2 separate regions of the Triticum aestivum genome follow, and region 2 is linked to region 1. Evidence: chromatin contacts called from public Hi-C data. All regions are on one chromosome and are shown on one strand. Each heading gives the region's core, a stretch centred on a gene start, on an enhancer-like site or on the middle of the called end of the contact. The rest is flanking DNA. Distances are from core to core; before and after follow the strand shown. Region 1 has its middle 110 kb from the start of LOC123045964. Region 2 holds the start of LOC123045966 (UPF0481 protein At3g47200).

Region 1 (3,675 bases), core at 552-3,051:
AGGTCCCCTGCAAATCGGCGCGTCCAACGTACCCCCCCCCCCCCCTCCAGCAACTGGGCCGGCCCATGCATCTGCCATTTATTCTGTTTTAAAGCTCAAAAAAGGTGCGGCTAAGAGAGTTCGTACTCACGTTCTATTCTTTATTCCACGAGAGTTCAAACTGCACTAACCACTAGGAAATGCCATCTATGTTTTTCTTTCCTGAATCTTTTAAATGCGTGAACTTGTTTCAAGTTCATGGTATTTTTAAAATTAACAAACTGTTTTTCAAATGCAATGAATTTTTTTGCAAATTTGATGGATTTTTTTCAAATTTGATGAACTTTTTTCCGGATTTGATGCAGTTTTTTCTCAAAATCGGTGAACATTTTGTGAAATTTGATGAACTTGTTTTCAATTTTGATGAACATTTTTTCCAAATTTGAACGTAAGTTTTTCAAATTCGATGAACTTTTTCCAAATTCGTTGATCTTTTCAATTTTGTTGAACTTTTTTTAAAATTTGATGAACATTTTTCAAATTTGATGAAATTTTTTCTGGTTTGATGTAGTTTTTTTAAAATTAGTGAACATTTTGTCAAATTCGATGATTTTTTTCCAAATTCGGTTAGCTTTTTTAGAATTCAGTGAATTTTTTTCAAATTTGTGAAATTTTCTTCGAACTTCATGAACTTCTTTTTCAAAATTGATGAACTATTTTGATTTGGTGAACTTTTTTCGAAAGCTATGAACCTTTTGAAAAGTCAATGAACTTTTTTCAAGTGCATTATCTTTTAGCTCGTGAACTTTTATTCAAATTCGCAGCTTAGTCCAAATTTTGTGATTCATTTTTCCAAATTTCATATTTTTTTAAGTTCGTGAATTTTTTTTAAATTTATTAATCTTTTTTTCCTAATTCGCAATTTTTTCCTCAAATCCAAGACATTTATCATTTCCGCAACCTTTTTCCATTTTCTATAAACCTTTTTCTCAAATATTTCGTTGTTTTCATTAGTTTCAGGAATTCATTTTCAAAGTTATGCTTTCATTTTTTATATTAATTATGTTGGATATATATACCACATAGATGAATCTTCTATACCTCTTTATTTATTTTTCGTATATTTCATAAATAATTAGTAGATACCCCAGAATGATTTTCATGAAAAAATATCATGTGTCTCATATTTTTTATGGTTTAGTTTTGCGCATATACTAATTTGTTTGTACGTGAAAAATGTATATTACAAAAACTACGTCGCAAGTGATACTTTTTCAACAAAACTCGTACTGGGGTATCTTACAATATTTAATGAAGTATATTGAGAATGATAAAAAGGTATAATCAATGCATATATGAGGTATATTGAAGATGGGAGTACATACTCCCAAGAGTACAGAAAATTAGTTCTATATAATAATAATAATAATAATAATAATAATAATAATAATAATAATAATAATAATAATAATAATAATAATAATCATAATCATAATAATAATCATAATCATAATAACATATGTTACTCACAAAAATAAAACGATAAATATATTAACTAAAGTAAGGTTCAAATAAAGCTGCTTCCTAATATTAGACAACAAAATGAGGACGACCTAGCGGTTGCCAGCTACGACCTTCCATGTTCCCATCCGTGGTTCGAATCCTACTTCTCCCAGTGCAAGTTACTGGGCCGGCTAGCTACAGGTCCCCTGCAAGCGGCAACTAGTTTAAGCGGCGTTGAGGGCGTCAAATAGGAGCTCCCTGTAGAGGAGGTCCCACCTTCACGCGTCCAGCAGCTCGTACACACGTAATTCTAAAAAAAAAATACTAGTCCACGGGTGGCTGCACCACGCCCAACTTCAGCCTGTACAACAGCTTTCAACCTGGGCCTTAGTATGCACGTCGTCACAGCCTTTCCTTGCCCGGGCCTTAAGCCACAACCACACCACGAGCGCCTTAGGCCTCCTACCGAGTTGGTGTTGTCTAAAGGTCCATTCTTCATCAGGCTCGGCCAGGCCTTCCAGGGCCAGGGTGACGGCATAATAACAAGATGAAGACTGTGTAATAGAAAAAAATCTGATAAAATTTCTGAAGAAGGCTAATGGGGATATCATTAATGATCCGGTTGAACTTGAGGAGGAAACCACTCAATTTTACAAGGACTTGTACACATCAAAGGGGATCTCTAATACATGAACCTTATGTTGGATGCTCAGTACATAGCGGAGGAAGTCAAGACTAAATTATTCCAAATGTTTCCTACTAAAGCTCTAGGGCCGGATGGTTTCCCAACCCATTTCTTACAGAAGCATTGGGATATTTGTGGTGACACGTGTGGTGCTATGTATTGTCGATGGGGAAGAGAGTGCACAGGCTATTAATAATACTATCTTGGTTCTCATACCAAAGATAAAAAAATCCATCCTCTCTTACACAATTTCGTCCTATTAGTTTATGTAATGTCCTGTACAAGATTGCCTCCAAGGTAGTGGCCATCGCTTGAAGGAGGTCCTTCCAGAGATTTCGACGGAGTAATCAACTTTTCTTCCAGGCCGTCTCATCACTGATACTATTATTGTGGCATACGAATGCTTGTATTTCATGAAAAGGAATAGGGCGATAAAGCACCACCACTGTGCTCTGAAGCTATATATGATACAAGCATATGACATAATTGAATGGGAACACCTAGAGGCAATAATGAGGAAACTTGGTTTTTGACAAGTGGGTGGCACTAGTTATGAGCTTCGTAAATTTAGTATCTTACTCGGTTTCTTTAGTTGGTAAGAAGCTTGACGAGTTTGTTCCAACAAGAGGCATACGGCAGGGAGATCCTATTTCACCCTACCTTTTCCTGTAAGCAGCGGAGGGCCTTCCAGGCCTCCTCAAATCCAGAGACCAGTCGTCTCAACTGGGTGGATTACAAATGGCCCCCTCAGCACCACCAGTTAACCACTTATTGTTTGCAGATGATAGCTTGCTGTTTTTCAAGGCGAATGGACAAAGGGTGCCCAACTAGTGTTAAGGAAGAGGTAAAAGGAGTTCTAAATGTGCAAAATGAAAACCTGAGTGAAAAGTACCTTGGTATGCCATCTGACATTGGGGCATCCAAAACAAGTGCGTTTAAGTATTTGAAGGATATTTTATGGGGAAAAGTTAAAGGATGGATTGAGCAACTGATCTCCGCAGCAGGCAAAGAAATTTTGATCAAGTCTATCGCTCAGGCTGTACCTGTGTATTCCATGTCATGCTTTAAATTACCTAGGGGTTTATGTGAACACTTAAACAAGCTCATTCGACGGTTCTTTTGGGGGAGTAAAGAAGGAGAGCATAAGCCTAACTGGGTTGCATGGAAGGATATGACCCAGCCAAAGCATTGTGGTGGACTTGGCTTCAGAGACTTGGAGCTCTTTAACATAGCTTTATTGGCCAGGCAGGCCTGGCGGATCCTTGTGTTACCTGAGGCACTGAGTTCCTGGCTACTTATTTTCCTAACACATCTATTTTTGAAGCCGAATTGGGTTCACACCCGTCACAAATATGTAGAGCGGTCTTGGAAGGGAGAGATGCTTTGACACATGGTATTATTCGTAGAATTGGCAATGGACAAACTACTAGGGTCTGGGATCACAACTGGATTCTGAGGGAATCATCCATGCGCCCCCTGGTGTGTCTTGTGCCAAACCCCCCAATCCA
Region 2 (4,088 bases), core at 506-3,005, 960 kb after region 1:
AATGTGTACAGTCATAAAATGTGCAGATGCAAATGCTCAATTGAACAATTCTCCACGACCATGAGAGCGTCCAACCCCCTCAAGATGTCCGAAGAACAGACGCTTAACACAATGAATTTGCTTATTTGTCACAAAAATCCTTCTCCCGCCAGAATCGAGTATATTAACAGGGTGCAACTCAAAGGGGGGGAGAAGAGTCCTTCCTTGACAAGAGAACCAACCAATCAATCGATCAATCAAAACTGCAATGCAAGCAACAAAGGAAAAAAAATGTCGAACTGTGATCCAGTCCACCTGCTGGAGGCTGGAGGCTGGAGCTGGAGCAAAGGCTAGGCCGGCGGGCGATAGTAGCTGTATGCGCTGTAGAAGGTCTGCATCATGGTGAGCAGCAGCAGGAAGACGCCGGCGACGACGGAGACGATCGCCCACGGGTTGGTGAAGTAGTTGTGCTGCAGGCTGGCCACCCACGTGCTCCACTTGTGGTCGTAGTACCGGTTCACCTGGTCCGACAGCCCGGAGAGGTAGCTGTCGTTGATGTCGAACACCACCTCCAGGCACAGCCGGTTGAACAGCTCCGCCACCTCGCCGTCGCTGCCCAGCCAGTGCTCGATGATGCCCCGGTCGTGCAGGTACTTGACGTCCTCCGCCGAGTTTATCAGGTTGTCCATGAAGATGGCGTACGAGGTGATGTTGTTCCCGCCCGGCGTCGCGATGTCCATGTGGCACTGCTCGAACGCGATCAGGTTCAGGAACAGCGCCTTGGTGCCGTCGTGGATGAGGATCCGCGGGATGTGGAGCACCCCCTTCTCGAACCGGATGTCCCAGAACCGGTCCGTGTTGCGCCGCCGCCGGCACCGGATGCCCGCCTCCCGTAGCTCCGACACGCAGTGCACGAACTGCTGCCGCCGCTTGTCGGCCACGCGCCGCAGCCCGGACCACTTCTTCAGCCACAGCCGCGCCGCCGGCGGAGGGGTGGGCTGCATCCCGGCGCGGAGGAGGCTGCGCCGGAACACGTCCAGGCAGTGCAGCATCGGGTTCGACAGCGGGTCGAACGCCGCCGCGGCCGCCGCGTCGGCGTCCACGGAGGATTCAAGCTTGAACCGGTCCTTCCGGTGCAGCGGCGTGTCCGTCGGCATCAGCGGGTCGAAGAACCGCACGGCGAGGCTGGCCACGGCCCCCGTCTGCTCCGGGTGGCCGAGCTGGATCCCGAGCAGCAGGTCCAGCACGAACAGCGGTATCTGGTTCTCGAGCAGGATCATGTCGCTGCGGATGGCGTGCATGGCGCCGCGCATCGCGAAGATGGGGTCGTGCCGCGAGTAGCCCAGGTCGTCCACGAACCCCTTGGCGCCGTCCAGCGCGCCGCGGAACAGCTCCAGCACGAAGGTCCCGTCCAGCACCAGGCACTGGGCGAAGTCGTTGGCCGGCATCCAGGCGACGAGCAGGCTGCGGGGAAGCGCCTGCCAGTGCGGCGACGGCGACGGGGACTTCTTGAGGTTGGCGTCGACGGTCTCCTTGAGCTTGAGCGTGATGAGGTACCAGCTCAGGACGTCCTTGTTGAAGACGGCGACCATTGGCGAAAGCTTGGCTTGGCTGGCCGGCCGTCTCGTCTCGTCTCGTGGTTACCGAGTCTTAACTGGGCCCGTTATGGACAGATCAAGGATGGCAAGCAACGTGAAGGATGATGATATTTTAGCTCGAAAATTTAATCGCAGATAATGATTGATGACTGGAGTTATCAGTGTTGCTTGTTGGTGCTGTACTATAATTATTGGAATTTCTTCTATAAAAAAGGAGTTTGCTGCCGAGTACTCCTTCGTAGTGGAGTACTTTGTTGCCGCCCTGGCGGTGCTCCGATTTTGCGACCTCGTGGCACATGCTTTTTTTTATGCTTCAGCTGGCGGCTCTACAGCGTAGCGTATACTATGCCTCAACTGGCCTGTATGAACTCATCTCATTCGCAAAAGAAGAGGAATTTGCTTACTTCAAGGCATCCAAACATCGCTTTTACTGTAAGCAATTTTCATGGCTTTGGTTGCTGCAAGATTCAACCAATCACGCCATCCTAATCATGCTCCAACCCCATGATGCTCCGACGTTTCCATCCAAATAACGCATATGTTTAACTAATACTCCATGTTATGTTTGACGAGCTCTTGACAGTGATCCTACGGATGAACATTCGATATTTGTTATTGTTGCATGTCAACGGCGCACCAATGAAATGGTCGGCGTGATGGGCGATTCGCTAGTGGAGGCTAGTGCCCGACACAGAGCTCAGGTTAGCAGATGCTTGGCTGAGGACCAAAAGTTGGCTAGCCACCCGGCACAAAACGGGCATCAGCTCCTGCCACCTCACGCCGTGACCGTGAAAAGAAGGAGGTTCTGGTCACACTTCGGAGATGTGGGGGGGGGGGGGGGGGGGGGGGGGGGGGGGGGGGGGGGGCGCACAAAGCCGGCGACGGCGAGGAGTGTGGTTGCAAACGGCGGATTTGCGATTCCTAGCCGTTGGGTGTCCTTCGGGAGTGCGGATTTGCGATTCCGGTAGTGGAGCGCACGCACGAACCCCGTCCCAAAGCTGAAGAAACCGCAGATCACTCCGTTCCCATTACCGGCGAGGCAAGGCCCACCGCATGTGGAGATTAAAGACTGAATAGTCACTGCAAGGAAGTTGATCATGGACTGTGGTGGCCGGAGCCTGCGGCAATAACTTGGCACGATGACGACCAGCCTGTGTCTCTCTCCAGGTCACTGTCAGTGGCAGGCAATAATCGGCCGCCGTTGTGGTTGGCTGCATCGTCCACTTCACAGTAATTGGCTTAACGTGTTTCAGTCTTAAATTCTTTGTAGAGTGGTCGCTCCTACGTAGGCAGACATAAATTGCTCGTTTCCTCCTGCATTCTCGAGTTTTTTTCTTCTGACTAAAACAATGCACATGCGTTGCAACGGGAGATAAATCTTCTAGTACGCCGGCTTGTGGTTTACCTGTCTATAATAATGCGATTATGTAAATAAATGATCATCAAATTCTATCCATGAATTACATTATATTTCGATCCGTAATTTTGATAAGTAAATTAAAGTGGAATTGGTTCAGAAGGTAAGTAATTAAGTTGATTTATTATCGATTATATAAGAAAGGTTGGACGAAAGGATGGTGGGAAGAAAGATGAAATGAAAAACTTACATTTTTTTTAAGTAGTAGAGAAGAGATTGCGGGGCAAGCATTCCCAACTTTGATTTCATTACAGGGTATCCTAGAGTATGGGCCGTGGATTTTGGGACCTCCTATTACGTGCTGTCTGCGCCGCGCAAGCAAACTGGCGCCTGCAGCAGCGGCTGGATGGGCCGGCCCACAAATCACGCAGCGCGAAAAAAGTTGGCCGAAAAACAGCACTCGATCGGGATTAATCTCGCGCCCTCGCGCTTAGAAACAGCCATGCTAACCACTCCACCGGCTAAATGCCTATGGTTCTTCACAGCGCGAACATTTTTAAGAAGAGAAACGTAGACACACTATTCATTTCGCATTATACTGTAGAGTTTAGATTCTTCAATTATTTGAAAACATGTGCACATATTACAAATGAAGTTCATGATCATTCAAAAAAAGTTAGCGCGTTCAAAAAATAGTTCACCAAAAACGAAAAGGTTCATGTATTCAAAATAAAGTTCACAAACTCAAAAGAAGTTCATCGATTTTCAAAAAAAGTTCATCGAACAATGAAAGTAGTTCATCAATGTGAATAAAAAAGTTCATCTAATCTGGAAAAATGGTCATTGATTTGAAAAAAAGTTCATCAGATTTGGAAGAAGTTTATCTATTTTGCAAAAAAAAATCATTGACTTTGAAGAAAAAATCATCGATTTTGAGAAAAAATTCCAAAAAAAACATCAAATTTGAAAAATAAGTTCATCAATTTTGAAAAAGGTTCACAAGTTTCAAAAAAAATCAGCTCATGGATTTCGAAACACGAGTTCATCCATTTGAAGAAACAATTTACAAATTTGGAAAAAAGAAAGAAGAAAAGAATAGAGAAAAAAAAGGACAAAGGACAAAGAGGAAATGAATACAAAATGTGTATCTTATT

What was found. A called contact is a pair of places that touch in the nucleus more often than the background predicts.
Region 2: a Hi-C map of leaf shows a contact between it and region 1, with 5 times the contacts expected there. The contact joins the promoter of LOC123045966 here to the enhancer-like site in region 1. A contact is called at or near these places in 2 of 5 Hi-C or Micro-C datasets (both in leaf).

The regions. Positions count from the first base shown.
Region 1 is chr2B:549,253,295-549,256,969 of IWGSC CS RefSeq v2.1, forward strand. No RefSeq gene overlaps it. Among protein-coding and RNA genes, the nearest start is that of LOC123045964, 110 kb to the left of the region's middle. Within about 2 kb of position 1,802, at least 5 of the 8 cell types and tissues checked have an H3K27ac peak or open chromatin away from gene starts, as enhancers often do. A contact at or near this core is called in leaf, where this site is marked.
Region 2 is chr2B:550,212,657-550,216,744 of IWGSC CS RefSeq v2.1, forward strand. LOC123045966 (UPF0481 protein At3g47200) reads right to left here and starts at 1,756. Exons shown (of 1, transcript XM_044469226.1): 1 at 1-1,756. The coding sequence starts at 1,571. The coding sequence ends at 330.